4 separate regions of the Mus musculus genome follow, and regions 2, 3 and 4 are each linked to region 1. The links are chromatin contacts, called in public Hi-C, HiChIP or PLAC-seq and Micro-C maps. All regions are on one chromosome and are shown on one strand. Each heading gives the region's core, a stretch centred on a gene start, on an enhancer-like site or on the middle of the called end of the contact. The rest is flanking DNA. Distances are from core to core; before and after follow the strand shown.

Evidence for each region. A called contact is a pair of places that touch in the nucleus more often than the background predicts. HiChIP or PLAC-seq counts read pairs in DNA pulled down with a chosen protein or histone mark.
Region 2: a contact with region 1 is called in a Micro-C map of palatal mesenchyme, with 2.2 times the contacts expected there. The contact joins two enhancer-like sites. A contact is called at or near these places in 8 of 484 Hi-C or Micro-C datasets (the HL-1 cell line, the N1E-115 cell line, bone marrow-derived macrophages and 4 more), 8 of 115 datasets of contacts at active chromatin or transcription factors (embryonic basal ganglia, embryonic forebrain, embryonic limb bud and 3 more) and 1 of 9 other capture datasets (embryonic stem cells).
Region 3: an H3K4me3 HiChIP or PLAC-seq map of embryonic limb bud shows a contact between it and region 1, with 5 times the contacts expected there. The contact joins two enhancer-like sites. A contact is called at or near these places in 1 of 15 datasets of contacts at CTCF or cohesin (large pre-B cells), 9 of 484 Hi-C or Micro-C datasets (the HL-1 cell line, the N1E-115 cell line, bone marrow-derived macrophages and 5 more), 9 of 115 datasets of contacts at active chromatin or transcription factors (VIP interneurons, astrocytes, embryonic basal ganglia and 5 more) and 1 of 9 other capture datasets (embryonic stem cells).
Region 4: a contact with region 1 is called in a Hi-C map of the N1E-115 cell line, with 2.8 times the contacts expected there. The contact joins two enhancer-like sites. A contact is called at or near these places in 1 of 15 datasets of contacts at CTCF or cohesin (large pre-B cells), 8 of 484 Hi-C or Micro-C datasets (the HL-1 cell line, the N1E-115 cell line, embryonic stem cells and 4 more), 8 of 115 datasets of contacts at active chromatin or transcription factors (embryonic hindbrain, embryonic midbrain, embryonic stem cells and 2 more) and 1 of 9 other capture datasets (embryonic stem cells).

What each region holds. Positions count from the first base shown.
Region 1 is chr7:143,152,675-143,155,461 of GRCm38.p6, forward strand. The region is part of intron 2 of Kcnq1 (potassium voltage-gated channel, subfamily Q, member 1); the gene reads left to right. Among named protein-coding and RNA genes, the nearest start is that of Gm28821, 13 kb to the left of the region's middle. Within about 2 kb of position 1,362, at least 105 of the 459 cell types and tissues checked have an H3K27ac peak or open chromatin away from gene starts, as enhancers often do. A contact at or near this core is called in the N1E-115 cell line, embryonic limb bud, palatal mesenchyme and 1 more, where this site is marked.
Region 2 is chr7:143,407,276-143,410,062 of GRCm38.p6, forward strand. All of the region lies in intron 15 of Kcnq1 (potassium voltage-gated channel, subfamily Q, member 1), which reads left to right. Among named protein-coding and RNA genes, the nearest start is that of Cdkn1c, 52 kb to the right of the region's middle. Within about 2 kb of position 1,421, at least 55 of the 459 cell types and tissues checked have an H3K27ac peak or open chromatin away from gene starts, as enhancers often do. A contact at or near this core is called in palatal mesenchyme, where this site is marked.
Region 3 is chr7:143,388,214-143,391,000 of GRCm38.p6, forward strand. The region is part of intron 15 of Kcnq1 (potassium voltage-gated channel, subfamily Q, member 1); the gene reads left to right. Among named protein-coding and RNA genes, the nearest start is that of 4933417O13Rik, 59 kb to the left of the region's middle. Within about 2 kb of position 1,333, at least 61 of the 459 cell types and tissues checked have an H3K27ac peak or open chromatin away from gene starts, as enhancers often do. A contact at or near this core is called in the N1E-115 cell line, embryonic limb bud and uterus, where this site is marked.
Region 4 is chr7:143,339,294-143,342,080 of GRCm38.p6, forward strand. The region is part of intron 11 of Kcnq1 (potassium voltage-gated channel, subfamily Q, member 1); the gene reads left to right. Among named protein-coding and RNA genes, the nearest start is that of 4933417O13Rik, 10 kb to the left of the region's middle. Within about 2 kb of position 1,433, at least 14 of the 459 cell types and tissues checked have an H3K27ac peak or open chromatin away from gene starts, as enhancers often do. A contact at or near this core is called in the N1E-115 cell line, where this site is marked.

The sequences.
Region 1 (2,787 bases), core at 112-2,611:
CAGTGACCTCATTACCTCTTTTGTCCCCTTCTCGTTCCCTGGACCCTCCCTGCCCCACAACAGCTAAGAAGAGATTTTATAGGACAAAAACCTGAGTGTCCCAGACGCTCCCTGGGTGGTTTGGGATAATTTCCAATTTCTCCCTCATGGTCTTCAGAGTGTCACACATTTAAGCATACACCCCCCCCCATCTCCAAACCTCCCTTCCCTCCCCATCTCTCCCTCCCAACTGCCTCAGGACCTTTGCACAAACACTATATATATCCAGCAGGGTTGCTTTCCTACTATTAGGACTGACCTCCGGTCAACGCTGCACACTCCCTTCTGGAACTCCCCTCTGCTCTTTTCTGGGCAACCTGGATGTGATGATGGGCTTCTTTGAGTAGGCTCACATCTCTTTCACACTTTTCTACTATGCAGAGGGAGGCTCAACACCCCGGCTGCTCAGAGTGTATATATGGAGTAGGATACAGAACCCCCTTCTTTTTAAGTCTTGTTCCCAGGCATGCCCCCTAAGGATACAATGATACCCCTGAACCTCAGTGTCTCCAACTGTAAAGTATAGGGATGAAAGTATAGTTGGCTTTAGTCTTAACCTCCCCATTTGGCTTTGCCACATTATTTTAAAGCCTCTCTCTCCCTGCCGCCTCCTGTGTGTGTGTGTGCTCGAAATGCCCACAGAATCCAGAAGATAATGTGGCAGATCCCCTAGAGATGGAGTAACAGACGATTGTGAACAGCCCAACATGCGTACCCAACCAAACTTAGAACCTCTGCCAGCGTAGCAAGGGATCTTAACTGCTGAGCCATTGTCTGTCCCCAACTTTGCCATGTTCGTAAGCTGTATCCTCACATGCTAGCCTTTAGAGGCCATACCTTCCAGGATTTGAGCTGGCTGTGTCTAGTGGCTTACTTCAGAGTCATGACCATGGTGTTGGGGAAGCAGATGTGAGGCTGGCGTGTGTCCAGCCTGGACATATGGACCAGTGAAGAAGTGTATGGCTCAAAGGACCTTGTATATAGGGTGGTGATATTTTCCTAGAAGACATGATGATTGGTCAAAGGGTTAGGTAAGGAGGAGTTGTGTGCTGTTGCAGATGGCTCATGGCCTCCGAAAGGTGCATGTGTCCTAGGCCCACGCAGATATCATGGTTGTGGATTCCAGGCCTCTAGGGTGAGAATGGCTGTTGGAGCCTCAGGCTGGGGGACATAGTGTAGAATGCAGCTGCTACATGCTGTGGACGGGAGTTGGGTGAAAAACAAAGATGTTTATTTCAGCCTTTGAGCTAAGGACAGGGCAGCCTCTGACGAGCTGTGGAGACACCAGGTGGCGCTCTTGTAACACACATTCCAGCAGCCCTTGGGCCGAGCCCAGAGTGCCGAGCGCGGGAGCCCAAACCACAGCCCGCGGTGCCCCACGGGGGCCCAGGGCAAGGGAGCTCTGTGAGGGATTCTGGGAGCACATTGGGTAAATGGTGGAGAAGAAGTCACGCGAGGCTGTGTTCCCCAACCCCAGCGCCGGTACTCCTGCCTCAGCGCCTGGCTTTCGTGGTGCCAGAGCCCTGTTATCTCAGCCAGGGCCAAGGAAGCCAGGCGGCCTCCGAGGGATTAAGCATTCTGCTGAGCCAGGCATATTCTGTGGGTCTGAAAAGCTGTTCTTGGAGAAAACTGGGCCCTGCCAGGCCAGGGTCTGGCTAGAACTTTGATCAGGGGTGTTATAGGTGTGCTTGGCCTTGAAACTTGTTTGTGGCCCCAAGGAGGACACCCCCCCTCCCGCCGCCCAGCCCCCAATCCGGCCTCTGAATCTAGAGCAAGCTGTATGTACATCTGTAGACGTGGCGCACATGTGTGTGCACGCCGTGTACGTGCAAGTCTGCTGAATGTGCATGCACGCCGCCAAACCCACCCACCCCTCCTTGCAATAGGAGACCCTGGCCAGGCCCAGGTGCAGGGCTGTTTTTTGTCTCTCAAACCCCAGCTTGTTTTCAAATCCCACACAAAGACAGCTGCATTGAAAAAGTCCTAGCACACACTCCAGCTCCGTGAGCCCCACAGCCCGCATACCAGGGAACTGTCCCGCCATGCCTGCGGTTAAAACCCGTGAGCCGCGCGGCCGGAGGCCTGGGGGATGAGGTCATCTCTCCAGTTTCCTCCCTTACTGTGAGGCTCCCTGGCCCCGCAGGGGCGACCCACCTCCCTGCAGCTGGACCCTTCCTGGCCCGCCCTTGCTTTCTGTAACTCTCTTGGCAGGCCTCAGTTTCCCAGGGGCAAAATGAGATCCGGTGGGCTCTCTGAGCCCTTAAAACAGCCCTTGCTGGGTCCTACTTTCAAGTGGAACAGGGTCAGCTCCCCAGGTCCCAGACCCTCGTTCACACTCAGCAGGGCCTCACATGTTCTTGCATTCGTTTTCACACCCTTTCCTGCCAGTGGAGACTTTATTGGCGTTAAATTCAGCGCCTAGCTTCATGTCTTGGTGCTGTGTCTAGGTTTTGCTTTGGTTTAGTTTGTTTTCACGGTCTATCTGTTGTAGAGCTTGCTCTTAGCTCTCCATCTTCTGTTGCTTGGAGTCACAGCGGGTGTTCTGTTTTTTTGGCTGAGACACGCCTTGGGTTGTACCTAGTGTACCGTTGCTGCTTGCACTGTATTTGGCCATGTGTCCCACTGCCTGGTCTGTTGTTCTGTCTGAGATCTCTTATGGGGGCATTAATATCACACCTGTTAGCTGCACTCGTGAGAGTCAGTATGCTTACTCTATCCCTGTCCCTGAAGACTAGTTTGCAGCCGAGG
Region 2 (2,787 bases), core at 171-2,670, 250 kb after region 1:
GCTGCCATGAAGGGGACCCTACAAAGGGATGTGGTCAAGGTCACTTGACAAGAGGCTATAGAGAGTAGTGTGCGTGGGCGATGAGAGGACTGAGCTCATACAGGAGACTAGAGGGTAGGCAGAAAAAGTCCAGGAGCTCTTGCATCCCAGAAGTCTCAGGGACTTCAAAGAAGAGGCAGGAAAGCAAGGACTGAGTACCCACTGGGTTCCCTCTTGGTACCACATTCATTTGGCCCACATGGGACATGACAAGAGCCATGCTGCCTGTCCGCTGGGTCTTCTGAGCTGAGTGAAGAACAACAGATGAACAAGGTCTGAAGGACTAGACAGGGAACCTGAGGTCAGCAGGTCAAGTCTGCCTCCAAAGGCTGGTTTGCAAAGAAAGCAGTGGTGTGCTCAACTCATGTGCCCACGGGTGTCTTTGTACTCAGAGACTCAGTCATGAAGGGATGAAAAATCCAGAGATATACAGAAGGAAGGAGGGAAGCTCCCTCCCCAATCCCTACTAAGCCCAGTCCCAGGCTAGGTTTAGATTAGACATGAGCTAGACTCTTCCCTCATACTATCCCAGCTTTCAGTGGCCTGACTCAGCTGCCCAGTTGCCAGAGGGAGGCTGAGGGAGGTCCTTCCAGACACAAACCTTCCCGATCCTTGCCTGCTTAGCTCAGCATCCTTCCAGGAAAATGGGCGGGTTTCCTGTGGAAGAGTCCCAGTGCCAGGAGAATGAGCCCTGAAGGGTGACAGAGCACCTACAGCTCCGCTACCCTCCCTGTCAGGCACCCCTCCCATGTGCCTGACTCCACCCCACGGACGCTTGCTTTCTTCGGGTTAGATGTCCTCCGTTGTTCTTGGCAGATATTTCCTGAATGTCTGCTATGTACTCTGGGAACACGGGGAGTGGGGAGAGGCAGGGGGTGCAGTATGTGGCCCTGCCCTTGAGGAAGTCATGTACAGTGAGCCATGGACAGTAAACAGGCAATAAATTGTCCTCTGTGAGGCTGTCAGGAGAGGAGGAGGAAGCACCCAAAGCAGTCATTCACACTCCAGTATGAATGAGCGCCTCTGGAGCTCTGCTCAATAGCAGACCAGACTAGGGTGGCCTCCCATTTCCAAGGACTAGGACAAGGGTGGGGAGTATTGTAGAGAGGAGGCAGGGCAACTCCCTCCCTTACCATAGTTGCTTCATCAACACCCCGAGTTCCCTAGCTGCATCCCTGAGACTCCTGGTAGTCCCCACAATAACACCCTACCCCCACCTTACCCTGGTCTCTGCCCCTTCTGCCCCCTGTACCCTCTCCACAAGGCCTCACCCTCCCCACCATCCTGGAAACGATTTTGTTGTCTACAGAGATTATGTGTAACTGACTGTGAGTTATAAGTCTCCGGAGCGAGCGAGCAGCCTGTTACCTAACCAGGCCTGGCTCGTGCCAATGTCTTGAGTAATTATTGGGGAGGGGGGCCTCAGCCCGCAGCCGAACCTCTCCAAGGGAATGCTATTGTTTTTCACGTCAGCTGTGCCTTGGACAGAAAACTGTAGGAATGAGATGGGGTGGAGGGTGGCTTAACTCTTTGGGCCCTGTCTGCCCTAGCTTCTCAGGGCTGCCTGGCAGAGAGCAGGCCCTGTCGGGGGTCAGAACCCCAGGCCGAGCCGGCAGCCGCCACTTGGCAGAGCCTGTGGAAACCACCGTGCAGCTCTGTGCAGACAGTTGTGGAAACTTGGGCGGGCTGTCAGTTCACCCAGCCAGCATCTCAGCCCTTTCTCCCGCTCCTGCCCCTGCTTCCACAAGGCTCACCTGCAAGCCTACAGCTGTCATAGGAAATACCGTGCTTGTTTGGGGCCCAATAAGGCTCAAAAAGGACCAGGCCTGGGGCAGCAGGCATCACTAGGTCCTCAGCCTCCCCCCAGCTTAGCTGGATCTCTGCCTGCTCTAGAGGAACCCACAACCCCTTCCTACTGGTATTCTCAGCCCACTGGCACCACATGGTTACAGCCAGACCCACTGAGGTAGGGCACAGTGTTCTTGTGGCAAGCCTTAAGGCCAGGGAGAAAGAGGCAGGGTGGGTACCACCAAGCAGTGGGTGGCATGGGAGCTGCATCCTAAGGATTCTGGGCTTTGTGGTCACTCAGAGCTAGTCATGTGGCTTAAAACACAGCTCAGAGGTAACTTATATGTGGATATGTCAAGCTAGGAGTAGAATGTGCTAGGTCTCAAGGAGCAAGCAGAGCATCGGCCATGCTGTGAGGAGGGCAGTGCAGATTGGTTGAGCTTTGGCTGAGATGATGACTGTGGTGTCTCAGTTAAGAGCTTCCAGGGGCCTAGAGCAGCAGTCAGACCAGGAATCGCCTCTGCTCTCTGGATGCTTCTCTGTCTACAAAGTGGCACCCCTATGGCTTCTCCCAGGGTTGCCATCACCTCTGCATTTCAGTAGCAGGAAGAAGGAAAATACCTGAAGAACAACCTCCCTCCCCACACAGCCTGGTTACCTGAGAGGCCCCTGTTAGCTTTTCTTCTGTCCAATGACCAGAGGGCAGTGTACCACTACACGGACCCCCTAGTGAATTAAGTGGCTAATTCAAGGTTCTTTTGCTAAAGGAGGAAGTGCTTTGTCTTTGTCTGAGAGCAAACCCATGTGTTTCAGAGGGAAAGAATTCTGATAGGAACTGGGTGTTGGAAAGAGAGCAAGGAGTTCATAGACCCTTGGGGGCTCAGTCTGAGTCTTAAGAGACAGGCTCAGCAGGCCTGATTCCCTGGGATAAAGACAAGACTGACAGGCAATCTGCAGAGC
Region 3 (2,787 bases), core at 83-2,582, 240 kb after region 1:
CAAGGTGGTCTTGGAGGCTCCTGCTGAGGACCACTCAACCTTTAGATTCAGCCACATTTGAATTTATTGCTGCTCTCTGGATTGTCCAGGGCTACCTCAGGCTACTGTCAAAAGTTGAACCTCCCTGTTAGCAGCATGGGGAAGGGTGGATGACTCTCAGCAGGAGACCAGCCTGCCTATGACCCTCTTGTCTGTCCCACACTTGTTGCACCAGATGAACTTGCCACTCTGCCCATTGGCCATCAAAGTTATCAACATCTAGGGACACAGCCCCTGGCTCACTCTGAGCTCACCCTTCTCAATCCATTCAGCCCTCAACTCATGTATTCCCCCAACATCTCCCTAAGTGGTATCTTCTCGTTTCCTCTTCGGAGTCTCTGATGTACCAGGGCTCTGCCCTTGATTATGCTAAGGCTCAGATCACCTACCTGTTGGCGTTCTCTTCGTCTGTACCTGTTCTGAAGCAGAGCCTACATCTGATACCCTCATTCTCTTGTATCTTAGAGTTGATATTCTCCCAGCATGGTGATGGCCCTAACCCTCAGGCCTCCAGTCTCTAACCAACCTGTTATAGATAGATGTACAAGGAGGAGGGGGCCTATGGTTGCAAAGCAAGGGAGGTGGCAGAGATAGGCAGGATCCCAAGTTGAACGCAGCCCTCTCTGCAGGCCCCCCAGCTCCCACCCAGCTCCACAGCCCTGCCGTCACCACACAGAGCCAATGCCGAGACTCTCGGCTCCTCCCCAAGGCGCCAGAGTTTCCTTGTCACAAAATGTAGTAAATGGGACGATTAAGGGGGGCCACTTCTAAATTGCTGCTTTAACCCATTTGGAAGTCTGCTAATTATTCTCTTGAGGAAAGAAATGCAGGTTCATTATTTTAATGAGCTTTGGGCAAAATATTTCATCGAGTTTGACAAGCCGCTGCGACTCCTTCAGAAAGGGGCTCGTCTCTGAAAGGCCTCTCACCCTACTTAGAGCTAATTGGCCTGGGGTCTTCCGCCCCGGTGCTGTGTGTATGCTATTTTAATTCATTTATGAAAAGCCCCCGCTTTGATGTCCAGGACCAGATAAGGACGGGAGAGGACGGCCAGCTAACGAATAGGCCTGTGCACCCGGCCAGCCGTGCGGGGCCTCCTCGGCCGCTCTGCTCTGGGCCCGAGGCCAAGGCGATGTCATGAAATAACTGTACAAACAGTCCTGCCTAAAAAATATGCTTTTGTTTCACTAATAAATCTCTCCTTGGAACATTCCCCACAGGCCCAGGGCTCTCCTCAGCCTAGCAGCCAGCCTTCCCGCTCAATGTGTGTCCCCAGATCCACCCCAGGGACGCACGCATACATGTGCATACACACAGGCTCAGTGGCAGGCATGACACAGGCCAGGGAGTGCTCTGCCCTCCCCTCCCTTACCCGCTGCTGAGCCTCCTACTCCAGGCCATGCCCCAGCCCCCTTTTACCTCCAGCTGCCCCTCCTCCCCCTCACTTCCTCCCACTCTCTCCAGAACTCTCTCTCCCCTCTCTCCATCTATCATACTTTCTCCACAGCCCACCACTCCTGCCCACCCCATTCCTGGCCCCCTGAGACCCTCTTTTGGAAAGCAAAGCCTGAAGCCAGCAAACCGTGGTACCTCCCATCTCTGAGGCTCTCTGCCTCCCCTTGCCTACTCTTCCTCAGTGTGACTTTCTTGTCTGGAGGCCTAAGGGATGAATGTTGGTACTGCTGGCTAGAGCACAGAGGGACCTGGGTGGTGACCCTAAGGTGACAGACTAGCCAGCTTGCCTCAGCCACCATTCTGGCTGAAATGTCACACTTGGTCCCTTCTCCATACGGTGAGATCTGCTGGCAATGTGGGTAGCTTGAGCTTAGGTACTGCCGGGGCCTGGCATCTCTCCAAGCTTCCCTACCCCCTCCTGGCTCTCTGCCCTTATCTCAGGAGCATCCCTTCCCCATGGCCCTCCTACTAGCCACCACCCACTAGGATTCCCCCTTTCTCCCCACCCCCTCACCTGCCCCTGATCTAGTTCCACATCTTGAGGCCCCATCTGTCCTCATCCCATGCCCCTGCCTCAGTGCAGCCCCTAACAGTGGCTAGGACAGAGTTACAGAAAAGAGGGCCAAGTTTGGAGCCCCCATGAGTCCCTTGGCATCTCAATTCCCTCATCTAGAAGAAGATAAGAACACTTCCTCCAGGCTCATGGGCTACATTACCTGGAACCTTCCCTGCTGAGCACCTGGCCCAGTGCCCGGCACGTGGCAAGTGGAAGCACCTGCTTCCGCCTCCTCTTATGGGCACCACTACGGGCACTGTCAGGCTTGGTTCTCCCTGCCCACTGCCAAGTACCACACTGAGGCTAGAGGCTGGCTGCTTGGGCATTGAGGGAGAATCCCAGGCTGCCCACGGTCCACTCCTTCCTTCCCACAGTCCCCACTGAAGCCCCTGCTATGTCCCAGACAGCAGACAGTGTTGGAGGTGCCGCAGGGACAGGACAGAGCTCCTGGCACTACGAAGCGGCCCCTGGTCGAAAATACACCACGTAATTACAGACTGGGAAAATTACCATGCAGAGACAGAGCAGGGCACTGTGCCGGGAGGAGCCAGGGTGGTCAGGGAAGACCTCTGAGGGAGGGGCGTCCAAAAATAGTGAGCTGAGGTGCTATTAATAGGCCTCAGTGCAAAGCCAAACAGAGAAGAAAGCAAAAGAGGACACAGATCTTCACAGGTATCTGTTATTCATGTCAAAAGTAGAGGGGGATGGGTGATTGACAGACACATACATACATACAT
Region 4 (2,787 bases), core at 183-2,682, 190 kb after region 1:
GAGGAAGAGGAGGAGAGGAAAAGGAAAGAAGGAAGGGAGGAAGGAAGGAAGGAAGGAAGGAAGGAAGGAAGGAAGGAAGAAAGGAAGGAAGGATGGACTTATAAGTTCACAGACTGCAGAAACGTATTCCTACCTGACTGACCTTGCCTATCCATGGAGCTACTTGAGCTCATGGTGATCTTCTTGGCAATGGCGTCCATCACACAAAATAGGATAACAGGGTCTAGGGAGGGGAGGAACCCTCAGAGTTCAAGTGTTAGAGCAGGCTGAATTCAACCCAGGACTTACTCTCCATATTTTCATTCAGCATGATTTCAGGCCAAGAGTTGCATGGTTGAAATGCCCAGGGAACATCTTTCCATGAGGAGTGAGTATAGCTAGCTTCAGGCCTTAGCATCTCTTGCCCAGTGAGGCTCTTCTTTCCTTCAGGTACTGGGTTGCAGGGGTACTGTGGAGACTTCAGCACCTAATGGGTTGTTGATGATCTACTTTGGCTTATCTCCATCTCCTAGATGATGTATTGATTATGTCCAATTCAGTGACAGACACCTATCTACCTGTGCCACAGGCAAGAAGGAATGATACGAAGACCCCTCTCCTTCCACCAGCCTCTTATCTCTCCCTATTATTGTATTTGATTCATTTGAAGTGAAGCATATTGTAGGACAGTTTTATAATTATAAGATCATTGCAGAGTCAGTACAGAGTCCCTACATGTCCTCTCCAGTGTCTGTCAGGAACATAATATCTCAGTGTCTATTCATTACCGATGAGCAGCAGTACCCACCAGTACCCACCGTGCCTCACACAGTTCACTCTATTTGAATCTTCAGCATCCCCTCATATCCCCTTCCTGGTCCAGGATCCATCCAGGATTCCATACAACTACAGGTCCTACCTCCTGAAGCTCCTCTAGACCGGAACTATTTCTTTCTATCTTTGATATGACCATGGGTTCTCCAAAGGTTCTGGGGTGTCTAAGCTGAGTTCTGTCACATTTTTCTTAGTATTAGGTGAGACTATAGGTTAGGAAAAGAAGTTAAGCCTCTCTCTATCATCCACTAAGGGTGCCAACTGTTTACACAACTTATCCCAATGCCAGGGTTGGCTATCTTGGCTGGGCTGTGTCTGTCCAGCTCCTCAATGTTTATATTGTTCTGTCCCCTTTTTCTATACTGTCCTCCTAAAAGCCAACAGGGCCTGGCCTTACAGAGCTCTGGAGAGACCCCAAGACATGGACCATACTGTTGACCTCTGTAGGCCCTAGTGGGGACCATTCATGGCGGGACCCCCTGAGAATGAAGTCTGGCCTCTTCCTGGATCAAAGCCATAGGCCCTGTTCCCCGGGGACCGGGAAGCTGAGCAGGCAGACAGGGTAGCAGGCCATCGCCCCAGGCAGGCGTGGGAATCCACACATGGCCCCTTCTCAAAGGCGGGTGCTGTCCCTGGGCCCCGGCAGGGTCCTGGAGCCTCTCTCATTGGGCACATCCGCGCCCAGCCTGGCCCATGGTGGAAATGCAAATCTAATTAGTCTGGCATTGAGCCCGTCTTAAAAGCATTAACAGAGCCTTAAACTGTGCTGTCGGATGGGGGTGAAGAAACGCCTTAGAGAGAAATTACCGGATGGTGACAAAGCCCCAATTTATTAGTCTTCTCCAATGGGGACTGTGCAAAGGACATTAATTACTTTAATGGGACTTATTTTGCTTCGTTGCCCAAAGTAATTGGTTTATTAACCTCTCCTTCCCTTTAGGGAAGGAGGGAGGGGCTGGGGGGACCGGGTGGTGGCCCCGGGAGGGCCCTGCCCACTGTGTTGCCTCTGCCCAGCAGGTCAGCTTTGCACCCTGGAGCAGTCAGCACTCTGTCCCTGCTGGTTTTGACTGAAGCAGTATCAACACCCCCACTGCACACCAAGTTTTGGGGACACAGCTTTGAGGAAACAGAGCCCTCAAAAAAAAAAAAAAAAAAAAAAAAAAAAAAAAGATACACTGTTCCTAAGGCTGACAGCTCATGGCTATCACAGGTATCTGAGCAGAAAGGTCTACCTCTGGGGAAATAGACCTATAGGGCAGGATTCCTACAGAAGAGTCAGGTAGGGCAGGATCAAGTACATAGGGAGAGGAAATGAATAGCCAGGCCAGGTTGTGGGATCATGGTGGACAGTGTTCAAAGGCTAAAGGGAAGGTCCTGGGGTAGGGGTAGGGGGATGGGCAAGGCTAACTTAAGCAGGTAAGGCAGTCAGCCCTGGGGAACCAGTTTCCTTGTGCTTCCCAGATGGGTCTAGATAACATTTAGTTCCAAAGCAATCTCTCTGGCTTGAGCAAGCTATCTTGAAAATACATGGAAAAACTGCTTATCCACACTGACAGAACACCCTGGAAGACAGCTAAGCCCAGGCTCTGAGAACAGTGTTGAGTTTGCAGAACTTCACAATCTACCCATAAGGAAGGGCAGAGATTACTGCTGGGCAGGAGGCCAGCTCTTCCTTCATGGACTAGGCCCGAAGGAGGCCCAGGACTAGGCGGGAAAGAGCTAGGCGGGGGTAGGGCAGCAGCTCCTCTTGACCCAGCTCTTGGATAGACAAAGAAAAGAGTTTTTCCCACCTTTGGAAGCACAGGTTGGATTGTTGTGCCCCTCCCCCCACTTCACCCTAGTGAGGGGGGCCACATGTAGATCCCAGAAGGTGTATATTTCACCCAGATGCTATATTTGACACAGCTATATTTGACTGGGCAACATGACAAGTTAGAATAGGGCTGAGGGGTCTTCATGTGTTATGTGGTCATG